Regions from separate parts of the Pan troglodytes genome. Here all the other regions are linked to region 1. Evidence: chromatin contacts called from public Hi-C data. All regions are on one chromosome and are shown on one strand. Each heading gives the region's core, a stretch centred on a gene start, on an enhancer-like site or on the middle of the called end of the contact. The rest is flanking DNA. Distances are from core to core; before and after follow the strand shown. Region 1 holds the start of LDLRAD3 (low density lipoprotein receptor class A domain containing 3). Region 2 holds the start of FJX1 (four-jointed box kinase 1). Region 3 has its middle 24 kb from the start of COMMD9.

Region 1 (4,148 bases), core at 1,066-3,565:
TTGACCCTGGGATTCTTTCACAGACTATCAGATGGAGACAGAGATCCAAAGTCTTGGCTTTTACAATCTCTCTTGTTTTATCAACTTCCCAGAAGAGGATCCAAGCACAGGCCATGGGATGGAGGGCTAGGGTCTCTGGTCTGGCTATGAAACCCAAACTGAACCAAACAGGCTTTTCTTATGAGCTGGGAGCCCAGGAGCATCTAGTTGACATTAGGAAAAATGACCAGCCCTGTTTCTGGCAACACTTGGGTCAAAGTGAAATCCATGCTAAAAAGATGATGCTTAATGTAACATGAAAGATGCACACACTCCAACCTGCCTAGATGTTTCTAAGGCAGCAACTCTAAAGGTAATTCAAAGCCCACAGATAATGGAAAACCCACCAGGGACAGTTGGGCTATTCCTCCCCCTATCCATCTGCTCCTTGCTATGACCATTTTATTTATTTTAGCCCTATTTTAGATGTACACACACACATTAAATAGCCACTGCTGACCAGAGAGGGACAAAATTAACTTTACAACTATTTTTACAGAGATGGAGACTCAACTAAAGCAACCCAGTACCAACTGGGAGATGCAATAAATAAGTTTCCATTTGGCCACAGTGGCTCTCCCAGGACACACACAAGAGCCAGCTTCCATACTGTCCTTCTCAGGTGCTATGAGCGGACACACCACAGCTACACAGATTGAATTTGTGAATCCAAACAGGTCTTCATATCTGTAGACGCCCTGAAAATCGACCTGCTCTAACAGCCTCCAAACAATTCACACCTGCTCCTGGCTGCCCAATGTCCTGTGAGAACTCTCTCCCCAGGTGGACTAATTTAAGGGCACTCTCACCCAGACCTGGTTAAAAATCCACAGCAGTCACCAGGAGGTCTAGTCCCTCCCTGGAAGCCCAGCAAACCCATAAGCATCTAAATGGGGTATCAGAGGAGTGGAGATGATGTCATGGGTCTGAGAGCAGGAAAGGCTGCCCAGTGGGCTGTGAGGATGCCCAGGACCAGGGACATCAAGGAAGAGAGGAGATATCCCTTTAACGCATCCATAACTCCAAGGCACAGCTAAGAATGAAGTGAGCCTCAACTTAGCAAACCCACAGGCCACCAAAGACACCTCGACAGCCAAGCTGCTAGAAGCACTTGGCAAAATAGGGCAGCTATTGGACATGTGGATGGCACAAACACCAGGCAGGCAAGATTCTGCTGAAGAAAGTTCACTGGGCCCTGTCACCCACATTCTAGGCATCAGATGCCCAGAAATAAACGTCAAGGGGCCAAGGGCGGGCCCAGTCCAGGAGGGACAGCTGACAGCTGTGGGCGGCGGGCAGGGGCAGAGGAGGAAGGGCTCCCAGGCTGGAATTCGGATCATGCCCACATCAGCAGAAAAGTTCCTGGGAACAGCACGCTGTCTGGAAGGGAAGGAGGCTTGCTGCGGTCCAGGCCCCGGGATGCACACGCGGTGGTGATGCCAGGTTCAAAGGGCCGCCGGATGAAGCCCCGTGTCCTCTCCCAGGGCCCCTCGCCGGTCAGGGCGCCCATCGCGGGGCAAGTAGGGTGGTCAGACGTCTTAAATAAAGCTTCGGTTCCCAGGATCAGTGGGAAAAATGAAGAATTCCCAGATCCGGCCCTGCTTCAACTCACTTTACCCAAACCAAACAGTCCCAGAGAGGAATGAAAGGAAGCAGCTTTGCTACTCCCTCCGCGGTGCAGGTGGGGAAACTGAGGCACGGAGTGCACGCCAGAGACTCGGGAAGAGGCCCAGAGGAGGCTAACGCAGCCGCGCGCGCCCAGGCGTCTGGGAAGATGAGACCAGGGAAGAGTTCTCTCCTCTCCTTTCCTTTCCCCGCCTCCGTTCCTCAACACACACTACACACACACAGCCACACTCGAGCTACGCCCAATCGGGGCAGCCGCCGGGCTCCCCAGACCCGGACTGCACACAGAGCCCCGCCCGCGCACACAGCACAACACGACCCGGCGCGCACGCCCACACAATAGGACGGCTCGCACCCCGCGGCGGCCCCTCGGCAGGGTCCCGGCCAGCCCGGCGCCGGGGTCCGCCCTCCGCGCTCACCCACGCCCGGAGAGCGGCCCGCGCCCAGGAGGGGACGCGATCGCACCCGGCCGCTGCGCCCCGCGCCCCGCACCCCGCGCCCCGCGGGAAGTTCGCCCGCCGCCCCCCGACTCACCCGCGGCGCTGCTCAGCAGCAGGCACAGCGGCCCCAGCAGCCACATGGCGCGGCCGCCGCTCCCGCTGCCCGGCGTCGTTGCTGCCCCCGCGGCCTCGGCGCTGACCCCGCCCCTCGCCGCGCCGGCCCCGCCCTCCCGCCTGGCCCTCCTCCCTCCCGCCTTCCCCGGGCCCGGCCCCGGCCCCGGCCCGGCTCCGCTAAGTTTTGCAAGCGCCTGGGCTGCGCGTGGCCACCCGCATGTTACCCTGGGTGTCCTGACTCCGAGGGGCCGCCGAGCGGGGCGGAGGGTTCAGCCTTTCGGTCTCTCATCGCCTCCCGGGTCTGGCCGCGAGGATCTTCTAACAGCCTGGGCTCTGTTCTCTGCTTCCTTTTGTCCCTCTCATTTCTGCCTTTGCTTCCACACCCAGCGAGATGCAGCGCCCAGACCAAAACTTGAGTTCTTTACTCAAACTACAAAGTGAGTTTACTACCGAGAGAGAAAAAGTTAAAAGAAAGGGTCAAATCTTATGAGAAAATTGTAGTATATTTTTAGTAGCGAGTGTGGAATACCAGTGCTTCTCAAACTTTAATATGCATCTGGCACACTTGACGATCTTGTTAAAATACTGACTCTGGTTCAGTAGATCTGGCGTAGAGCCTGAGATTCTGCATTTTTAACAACATGGTGGCTGATTCCAAGGCTGATGATCCGGGAGCCACCGGTAAGAGCAGCTGACACCTACCATGCACACAGCGTGGACCACATGAGTTATTTTGTCTGCATAGTGTCCACCTTGACCTGTTGAACGTTTGGGACCCAATTTGGAAAAAATAAAATTAAAAAAAGGAAAAGGTCATGAAAGGCAGATACCCAAATGCAAAAAAATATAGCTGCACCAATGCACTTGCTTCCAGAGGGCAGTGGTGAAAAGCCCCAAAAGACTTAGATGGTGGAAGAAGGGGATGACACTTTTGTGCTCCACTCTCTCTGATCCCCCACCCAAAAAAAGCAAAAGACTAACGCAAATAATTGCCAAAAACTGGAAACAACTCAAGTGTCCATCAATTGATAAATGGATCAATAAATTAAAACTTTTGGGGGCAGTGCGACTGTTCTAATCTTGATTATAGTGGTAGTTACACAACTGTATACATTTGTCAAAACAATGGAACTGCATCCCTAAAATCCATCCCTCAAAAGGGTTGAGTTTATTTACACAAACTCCACCTGGCTGAAAGAAAGGGGAAGGTATGGGTACAGGGGCAGTTATAAAAGGGATGCCTGCATCAGATTTTGGGATGCCCTGGAGACACCCTCAAGGGTGTTAAGATTCAATTACTTTACTCTGTAATTGCGTGCTGTAGTCTGGAAACATAAAGGCTAAAAAGGATCAGGTCAAAATTTAAAAATACCAATGATTGTTCAAGGTAATGAGAAAATGTGATGTGAGGGAGGAAAGGTTAAGTTCCATAGTTCATAGCACACATGGAAAATATAAATCAATTATCTAAATGATTTGGCATTCAGGGCTTTTATCCTGGGATTGATGAATATTATGGAGATTGTCCCATGGGCTTCAAAGAATTTTAAAGCCCGTAAAATTTTATGCAAAATGTCCTGTGCATGTGGGTATGTGCATTGTTCCAGGAAGCTTGTTGGAAGAGGCCTCCTGCCTTTGATAATAATATCTGAGGAGGCAAATAAGCAAATAATTTCTCCTACAGCTGCTCATTTGCCTCCAAACATTAGGGATATGGAAAGATAATGCAACTGACCCACTGCTATAGTTCTTATTTCCTTAGGTTTCTTTGGACACATCAACTTCCTTACTTTGCAAGTTTGACTCTGACTCTCTCTCTCGTTCTCTCTCTCTCACATACACACAGGCACACACACTTTTAAATATAAATATATTAATGTCTTTGAAATCATTTGGACTAATGTAAAACCTTATTTAAGGTCAACTGTT
Region 2 (4,148 bases), core at 510-3,009, 330 kb after region 1:
GAAAGGGGCAGATGGGTGAAAAGCTGAAGTTTTTAGACACCTTTGCGGGTGGGCGTTGGCCGGCTGGTCCCTGACAGTAGCAGAGGCGACGGCCCTTCCCCCCATCATCCATACCCCAGCCCCAGGTCTCTCTCTTTTCCTCCCGGTGACACTAAGTCCCAGACCGGCGGCCGTACTTGGCCTTGCAGTGCAAAATGTGCTTGGCGAGGAAGTCGAGGCGGCGCTGTAGCAGCTGAGCGTGGGGGTCTGCAAGGGCGGCCAGCTCGGGGAAGCGAGGCTCGTGGCGCCGGTAGAGGCGCAGCAGCCGGGCCGCGGCGTCCTGTCCGCGGTGCAGCTCCAGGACGCGCCGCGCGGTCCGCTCGCGGAACACGCACACTGACTGCAACAGCGGCTCGTTATACTTGTCCCACATGCCTGCTACCCGGTAGCCGTGCACCAAGCCCGCCTCATTGTCCAGAAAGACCAGCGCCCCGCCCGGACCGCGGTGCAGGTTGCTGGTGGCACGCTGCATGACGCGCGGGTCCCACTGCAGGCTGAAGAGGTTGCTTACGAGCCGGTCGAAGTTGGCCGTCAGGTAGTCGAAGAGGATTAAGTCGGTCCATTGTACTAGGTCCACCAGCTCCGCCTGGCTGAGGTTGGCCAGCTCACCCCCGGCATCCCGGAGGGGGCGCAGACGGCCGTCCTCCGAGCGCCAGGGCGCGGGCACCACCACGTCCGTGAGGTTGGGCAGCCAGCGTGTCAGGCTCACCACGCTGCCCTCGGTCCAGTGAGCAGCGCGCAGCTCCTCCTGCACCTGCGCCCACTGCGCGCCCCGAGCCTCCACCCGAGCCAGTGCCAGCGGCGGCACGTGGCGCTGGAGGCCCAGCAGGCGCGCCAGGTAGTAGGACAGGGCCTCGCCCTGAATCTGCTCCGGGTTGATGCCGTAGCGCACGCAGGCGCGGGTGCCGTCGGCAAAACGGGCCAGTCGGTTGGAGCTGCGCCCGCAACCCCCGCGCTCCAGGGCCACCACCCGGGCGCCGCGAGCCGCCTCCAGCCACGCCGCCGCCTGGGCCTCCGAAAAGCCCGGGGGCACCTGCTCTTCCAGGCCGCGGCTCCAGAAGACGCCCCCGTGCACCGCGGCGCTCTCCTCCGGCCGGGGCCGCCTGGCTGGCACGTGCCACCTGGGCTCGCTCCGGGACTGCCGGGGCGGGCCGTCCGCGCCGGCCGCCAGGGTGAGCAGCGCCCGGAAAGTTTTCAGGGAGCCGCCGCGGGCGTCCCACGCCAGGGGCGGGGGCAGAGGGAAGCGAGGCGCGGGCGCGGGGCCGCCGCTCCGGGCCGGGCGCCGTGGGAGTCGGTCTTCGGGCGGCCGGGAGGCGGGCAGCTCGGTCCGCGGCGGCAGGAGCCCTCCCCACATCGCCAGCAGCGAGCCCAGCGCCAGCAGCCAGAGCCCCGCGGTGGCGGCGGCGCCCCGCATCCTCCTGCCCATGCTCCCGCGGCTGTGCCGGTGCGCCGCCGCCGCTTCAAGCCGAGCCCAGGCACCCGGGTCCCGGCGGCGAGGCGGGCCCGGCAGTTTGTGGGCTCCGAGGCTTCGGGCGCTTCGGCCCCATCGCGGCCGCGGGGTGCTGCGGGGCTCTGTCCGGCGCTCCGCCCGGCGCTGGGAACTCGAGTCCCCGCCGCTTCCCAGCTGCTTTTGTATTTCGCTGTGAGACCCTCCGGTGGGCGCGATTCACAGGCGCCCGGACCACGTGGGAGCGAGGGGGATCCCCCTCCCCCTCCTCCGCCTCCGCTCCCCGCCCCCCGCTCCCCCGCCCCCTTCCTCTCCTCTTCCACTTAAAGCGGCGATGGCTCCTTCCGAGAGGGAGAGGCGGCCCCACACTCGGTCTGGGACTTAGGGGCCTGGAGGAAGCCGGACTGGCTGCGCCCGCGCCGGGGCGTAGGAGGGGGTGGCGCAGAGCCGGAGTCTGGGGCCTGGCGGGAGGGACGCGCCCTGGGCCCTCGCGGTGGTGTCGTGGTCGCCGGGTCCCTTTGCCTAGGCAGCGCGGATCTCCTGCAAACTTCAGACAGATTTCCACCTCTTTCCGAGCTCCGCCAGGCTAGGATCAGGCAGGGTCCCTTTGCTTTCTCAGTTTCTGTCTGGGTGATTCACGCTGCTTTATGTAAATCCCTGGGAATGTCTCCGAGCCACAGAGGATGTGATTCCAGCGGAAAGAGGAACCCGCTGTAGCCAACAACTTTGAACCGACACTCCCTTTTCCGAGCTCGCACATCAGCACCAATCAGTATTGGCCGCTCTGCCTTTCCCAAGGGACTCCCAGGGAGTGAAGCCTCGCTGTGCACGTGCCCCTTGAACACCTAGGCCATCTCCCATTCATTCATGGATCCATTCAACACAGCGACTGCCCCTCGGTTCTGGTTCTGCTTACCAGAAGCAAAGTCCACAGATCCGGGTCCCAGTGCTGCTGGAATTTACATCCCAGTGGGACTCTCAGGTTGCTAAGAGAGATTATAGCCATCCAACCTCGTGTTGGGGAGAGGGGAGTCAGGGACGACTTTTCGAAAGAAATGATACCGTTTTGTCCATGAGGAAACTGAGGCACAGAGAAGGGATGGGTGTTGCTCAGGATTGCACAATTAGCAAGTGGCGAAGCTAAAAGTCAAACCCAGGTCTCCTGGCCGCATGCACTTGATTTTCCCTCCATTAAGAAAGATCAGTATTTCTTTTTTAATCAAGTCAGCATTCTCAAGTTTGAAATTCACTGTCATTTGACCACTTTGTTCCCCAAATGTGATTTTTCAATTAAAAGGATTTTTCAAATGAAAAGGAAAAAAACCTCAATCCCATACTGCATTTGATTTACTGCTTTTACGATTTAAGGGAAAAAGAAATGGTGGTGGTGGGGGGGGGGAGGGAGGCGGTGAAGGAGCAAAGAAAACAAAATGAACAACCTCTTCACCCCAACACATCTTCCAGCCACCTCTGGGTTACATTTACTAGGAAAACTTTTGGATGCCAGTCGGCCCTCCCTTACCTCTCTGTATCAGAATGAGTCCCAGATCCACACTGAGATTCCCAGGGTAGACACAAGATCAGGGGCATGGTGGAATCCACCTCTCAAAGGCCAGAGTTTGAAATCTGTTTCCTTACATGGTGTGTATCGTTTCTCTCCTTTCATCTTCCCATCAGGTGCACATGGGGGTTTTCAACTGGACTACCTCATCAGCTGGCACTGATTATGTTTTATTCTCCAAAGAAAAAAGGTTCTAGGGTGATAGAGCGTTCTAGGGTGATAAAGCAGACACTCATGTTTATGCCTGAGCAGTGGCATCAAAAAACCACATTTGGAGTATTCCAGCACTGACCCAGGATACAGTCAAGTGTTTTCACTGGTGTGGTTAAGTACATATTGGATGAACTGTTGAATCTGTTCCCAACCACATGGTGGCTATATCATGCCATTTTATAACTCTTATCTGATAATGAGATTACTATGGCTCCCATATGGTTACATCGAAATATATTAATCCATTCAAAGGTCTTATTTTTTTGCCCTATGTAAGCCCCTCCTCATCTTTCCCTAGCAGGCAGGGACTATGTCTTATTAACTTTTTATTTCTTATACCACCTAACATAGTATATTACACTAAATAAGCACTGAATACATTTATTTTTTTTTGTCTTTTGGTTTAACTTCTACTGGGATATATATGTATTTATTTGAAAGGCAGCCTCTTTCAGCGTGGGCAAACTATAAGCAAGATCGCCACCTAGTGGGCATAAGTAGAGTATCATCTAATTGGAGAAAAGTAGACATTTTTAACTGGATGATTAATTGTTGAAGTTAAATTCGGAAGACTATTAAATGTCTACTGTGTACCCAGCTATGTCCTAGGGGATATGGAGAAATCCAAAGTAGTTGGGGTCTCTGTCTTTTTGGCTGCTAACAAAAGCTGTAAGTAACTACCATTGTAAACTTGTGGGGAGTCTGTCTTGTCCATTGTTTTATGGCTGCCTGGGCACAATGCCTGGCACTTAGTGTGTGTTCAACAACAATTTGCTGAATACATCGTTAGAATGCTAATGAGATGAAGCTCTGCAAGTAGCATGTTTTAAGTTTTTTTAAATTAAATACCTTACTACTAAATAATGCAAAACAATTTTGTCCAACGGT
Region 3 (4,148 bases), core at 619-3,118, 320 kb before region 1:
AAAGGATTTGAGAGATGCTCTGGGATATCAGAGGGCATGGGGTCATTGTTATACACATGCTGGATCCCCAGCTCAGGGGATGGCCTCTGCTTAGAATTTCAGGAACTCTGATAAAGCTCTTACTCAAGATATTTTTGCTTATTTGCTTATTAAACATCAGGGAGCAAGAGTCACTGTATTAGGATATTGATTTGGCTGCTTTAACAAAAGCCCAGCTTCCATGGATTAAAGAATTTAGAAGTTTCTATGTAAAAGTCTGAGCTGGTAGGGGCTTTGAGTGGGTAGGATCGTTCTGCTCTGGTTTATAGACTCAGAATCCTTCCATCTTGTTTCACCAACCACCAAGTATTGCCCTCATTGCTGTGAGCAAAGCCTGTGCCCCATCACCCTCCAAGTCTATATCCCAGCCATGGGAAAGAGGGAAGGGGAAGAGGATGAGGAGGAGGAGGGTATACCCCAGAAGTTGCCACGTTATTTTCACTCATATCCCACTGGCCTCAATCACATGATCTATACTTAGCTGCAAGATAGGTTGGGAAATACAGTCTCTGCTGGGTGGTCTTGTGTGTAGCTAACACATTGGGGTGGGGGAGGGCAGGAGAATGAGCTAGTGGGTTTCTGTATTTTACTGAAATAGAGCAGATAGTGAGAGACAATTCACAGGTACGGTCATAAACACCCACTCAGTTGACTACAGCTCAGTGTGGCTTAATTTATCAGTTGCTTTCCTGGAAGCAGGTTTTCTGCAGGAAGAGAAAAGAACAGAAAGGAGCTATGCAGTGGTGGGGAGGAGCAGGTGGTGATGTGGGTGCTTCTTGAGGACAGAGACCATGTCTCATTCACTCGGTATCCATGATATCTTCCACTGTGACTGGCGCACAGTACATTGCCCCATAAATGTCCCTTTGCATCCCACTTCTTCCACAAACTCACAGGATTTGACCTGTGTAGTAAACCATGCCTGAATTAGATTGAATGCAATAGAATGGCAGACTGACAGAATTCACGCTCACTTGAATTGCTCGTCCTAAATCGACCTCAGCTGGGCCCTAATTCACCAACTAGGTGATTTCATCATTCTCCAGCTTGCTTTCATTCTCCAGCATTGATTTCTGGCCTTTATTGGTTTTGAGTCTGTGAGCGTGGGAGATTTGTTCATAGCAGTCTCCCAGCCACACTATTTGGCTTGGGTAGGAAGAGGTAGGGATTGGGAACTCTGGATGAGGGTAGGAAGGAGCTGCTGCTGAGGTGGTAAGTGGAGGGGCAGACGTGGATCTTCTGAGCTCCTGCCACTGTAGAGTTCAGGGACCAGCACTTCCAAGGGGTCAGCAAAGTCTCCAACTGCTGGAGGAGGGCAGGAAAGAGGCACTAGCCCTGGGCCTGAGCAGAGGTGGCAGCATGGTCACCAGGGCTTTGCCCCGCCATGCCCTCTCTCTGGAATGGCTTCCCTTAATCCTGGCCTAATTCCTAGTCATCCTTCTGGATTCAGGAGCAGCACCTAACAGGGGCCCAGGAAGTCAAATTAACTGGCCTGTCTTCCCCACCTGCGTTTTCTCCATCATTCCTCAGCACACTGCATTTTAATGGTCTGTGTCTGTGCCTTCCCCCACACACTGTTCACCTTTCTGTTCCCCACACCTGAGCGCACAGATAATGGGCAGCTTCTGTGGGTACCGAGAGCTTCCTGGCACCAGCTGAACTGGAAGTGTATCCCTGGGGCTACTTCTATAAAAGAGATCATTGGTCAAGGGGCCATACCCTGTTTGGTGACCCAAGGTTATCATGGGCAAAAGCCAAACCTCACCTGGGCGCAGCTGGAGCTTCCCCAAGATGCCCAGCAGATGGCGCAGTCGTCCTCCTTATCTTCCCACCTTGGCCTAAAATCGGAACAAAGACCAGGGAAGCTGAGGGAAGGTGGGGTAGTGGGCAGGCCTCTCCTAGAACCCCGCAAGGGGAGAAGCTTCCTGCAAAAGAAAACCTCAGGCCCAGACCCTTCACCTAACAGAACTCTCCTGCTCAGGCCCTGGGCAACATAGGCAGAGAAGGCAGAAGACAGAGCAGGCAGCGCAGGCCCACCCAGGGCACCCATTCAACCCTGCTCCCCAGACCCAGCTGCAGAAGCCCCCAGGGTCTCCTCGGTGCTTCTGAAATGCCACCATTAGGGCCCATTAGATACAACTCTTCCAGATCAGGTTTTGCTCATGGCAACCATGCAAGTCCCACAGTCAGTCCACAGTGGAACTTTCTACACCTGGACAGGTGGTGGAGCCAGGATTCAAATTTAGGTCTGCTTAGAGCTAAGTCTCAGTTTCTCATCTCTAAAAGAGAGAGATGGAAAGTACTTTTTCCTGGCAATGCAGCTTGGAGGGGATTCATTGTACATGAAGGTGTCTGAGAAATAAAGGATGCCCAGTGTTGGTTTAACTTCAAATATGTACACAGGTGCCTCCACTGGGGTGAGCCCTTCCACAAATCAGAGGACTCATCAGTTCTTTTCTGAGAGTAGGTTTGATGTGATGGGGTTGGGGGTGGGGGGACATGGCAAGGAGTCCTTGTCACCTCTCATCTGGACGAGTCCAAAGGCCTCCAAACTGGTTCCCTGCCTCCCATCGTGCCATCCCTCTCACCCCGCCTCCCATCCTTCCTCCTCATTGCTGCAGGTGTCTTGCAAATGGAAATCTAATGTCACTCTCCTGCCTAAAATACTCAGAATAAAGCCCAAACTCAGAAGAATATTACTCAGTGTCCTTTACAACCTGATTTCTGACGACATTTTAGTCTCATGAAATAAAATTAAGAAATGGACTTAAATCAGAATCAGCAGTGCCAGGGCCAGGGGCTGGAATGGGTCCTGGGTGATGATTCGGGTCAGCTCTGGGCCTCAAGGCCAGAAGCAGTGACAGGATGAGGAAGAAGGGAATGAGAGGGCTTGGTAGCCCGCATTGTCCAATTCTCGATCTGCGTTTTCTCAAGGACAGGGCCTGGGACAGTGCCTGTAGTTACAGATACTCAGTCAGGATTTGTTGAATGCATGTAGGAATGAATGAACAAATGAATGAAAAAAATGGCTATCCTGACAGGGACTAGGGTTGACTGAGTGGTCACTCAGTCAGTGCCACCAGCCACTGCCTTTTGCTAACCTCAGAGGCTGGAAGGGGCACTGCTGGAGGACAGTGAGGCTGAGGAGAAGAGAGCTCGTCTCAGCTGCACCATCTGGGACCCAGCTCTAGGGGTCTGGGTAACAGTGACATCAAGAGCAGAAATCCTAGAGCCTGCTATGCCCACAGCCTCTGAATGCTTGTCCCAAACCTCCCAAGAAAATCACCCGGGCTGCAGAGCCCCAGGGAACCCCCATGGTCATCCAGGGTGCATGGGCATGGCTGCCGGCCATCTGTTTCCCAGGATGGATTTCTCCCTGGCACAGATGGTGAATCCAGACTCCTCTCTCCCATGTCAAACAGCCAGCTGTGGAAGACACTGCATTGCTGCAGTCTCTGCCTGGTCTCTCTGTGACCCCATTTTCCACATCATTCGCCTCCACTCCTCTCCATATGTTGGTTTCATTTCAACCTTATCCAAAAAGAACTCCTCCCTCTGGTTGGTCTGTTGAGCCATCTCACAAAATGAAATTCATAGCATCTGTAGCAGTGGGAAACTCTTCTCTTTGCTTGTTTAGCAGAGACATGGGTATCCCTTCATCCCCCTTCACAACCTTAGCCCATCCTCATCATGATCTCTCACCTGGAATACTGGATTAGCCTCCAAAGGGCACCCTGCACTGGCCTTGTCCTCCCCAAGTCCAGCCCTCCCAGTGCTTTCCAGAAAGTAAACTTGATCTGGTTTTACCCCCTAAACCTGGTCCCACCTTCCCGGGCTTCTCCATCTTAGTAAACAACAGCTCCAACCAGAGACGTGGGAAACATCACTGCCTCCTTCTCTGCCTGCTGCTATACCCACCTTCCTCCCATTTAATCCATTAGCAAGACTTGCTGGTTCTCTCTCCAAAATATACTCACATTGGTCCATTTCTCTCCATCTCTGCACCACCTTGGTTAATGACTCTGTCATTTCTCACCTATGGTAGCCTCTAAGCATGATGACATCTGACAGCCTCTGCCTCCTGAACTCATAACACTTTCCTCAGCACT

Evidence for each region. Hi-C and Micro-C count contacts between places; a contact is called where the count stands out from the background.
Region 2: a Hi-C map of stem cell-derived neural progenitor cells shows a contact between it and region 1, with 6 times the contacts expected there. The contact joins the promoter of FJX1 here to the promoter of LDLRAD3 in region 1. A contact is called at or near these places in 1 of 7 Hi-C or Micro-C datasets (stem cell-derived neural progenitor cells), 1 of 1 datasets of contacts at active chromatin or transcription factors (stem cell-derived excitatory neurons) and 1 of 1 other capture datasets (stem cell-derived neural stem cells).
Region 3: a Hi-C map of stem cell-derived neural progenitor cells shows a contact between it and region 1, with 5 times the contacts expected there. The contact joins the enhancer-like site here to the promoter of LDLRAD3 in region 1. A contact is called at or near these places in 1 of 7 Hi-C or Micro-C datasets (stem cell-derived neural progenitor cells) and 1 of 1 datasets of contacts at active chromatin or transcription factors (stem cell-derived excitatory neurons).

The regions. Positions count from the first base shown.
Region 1 is chr9:39,955,143-39,959,290 of NHGRI_mPanTro3-v2.0_pri, reverse strand. LDLRAD3 (low density lipoprotein receptor class A domain containing 3) reads right to left here and starts at 2,315. Exons shown (of 6, transcript XM_001142392.7): 1 at 2,200-2,315. The coding sequence starts at 2,245.
Region 2 is chr9:39,626,883-39,631,030 of NHGRI_mPanTro3-v2.0_pri, reverse strand. FJX1 (four-jointed box kinase 1) reads right to left here and starts at 1,759. Exons shown (of 1, transcript XM_508371.7): 1 at 1-1,759. The coding sequence starts at 1,465. The coding sequence ends at 152.
Region 3 is chr9:40,276,356-40,280,503 of NHGRI_mPanTro3-v2.0_pri, reverse strand. No RefSeq gene overlaps it. Among named protein-coding and RNA genes, the nearest start is that of COMMD9, 24 kb to the left of the region's middle. Within about 2 kb of position 1,868, at least 4 of the 24 cell types and tissues checked have an H3K27ac peak or open chromatin away from gene starts, as enhancers often do. A contact at or near this core is called in stem cell-derived neural progenitor cells, where this site is marked.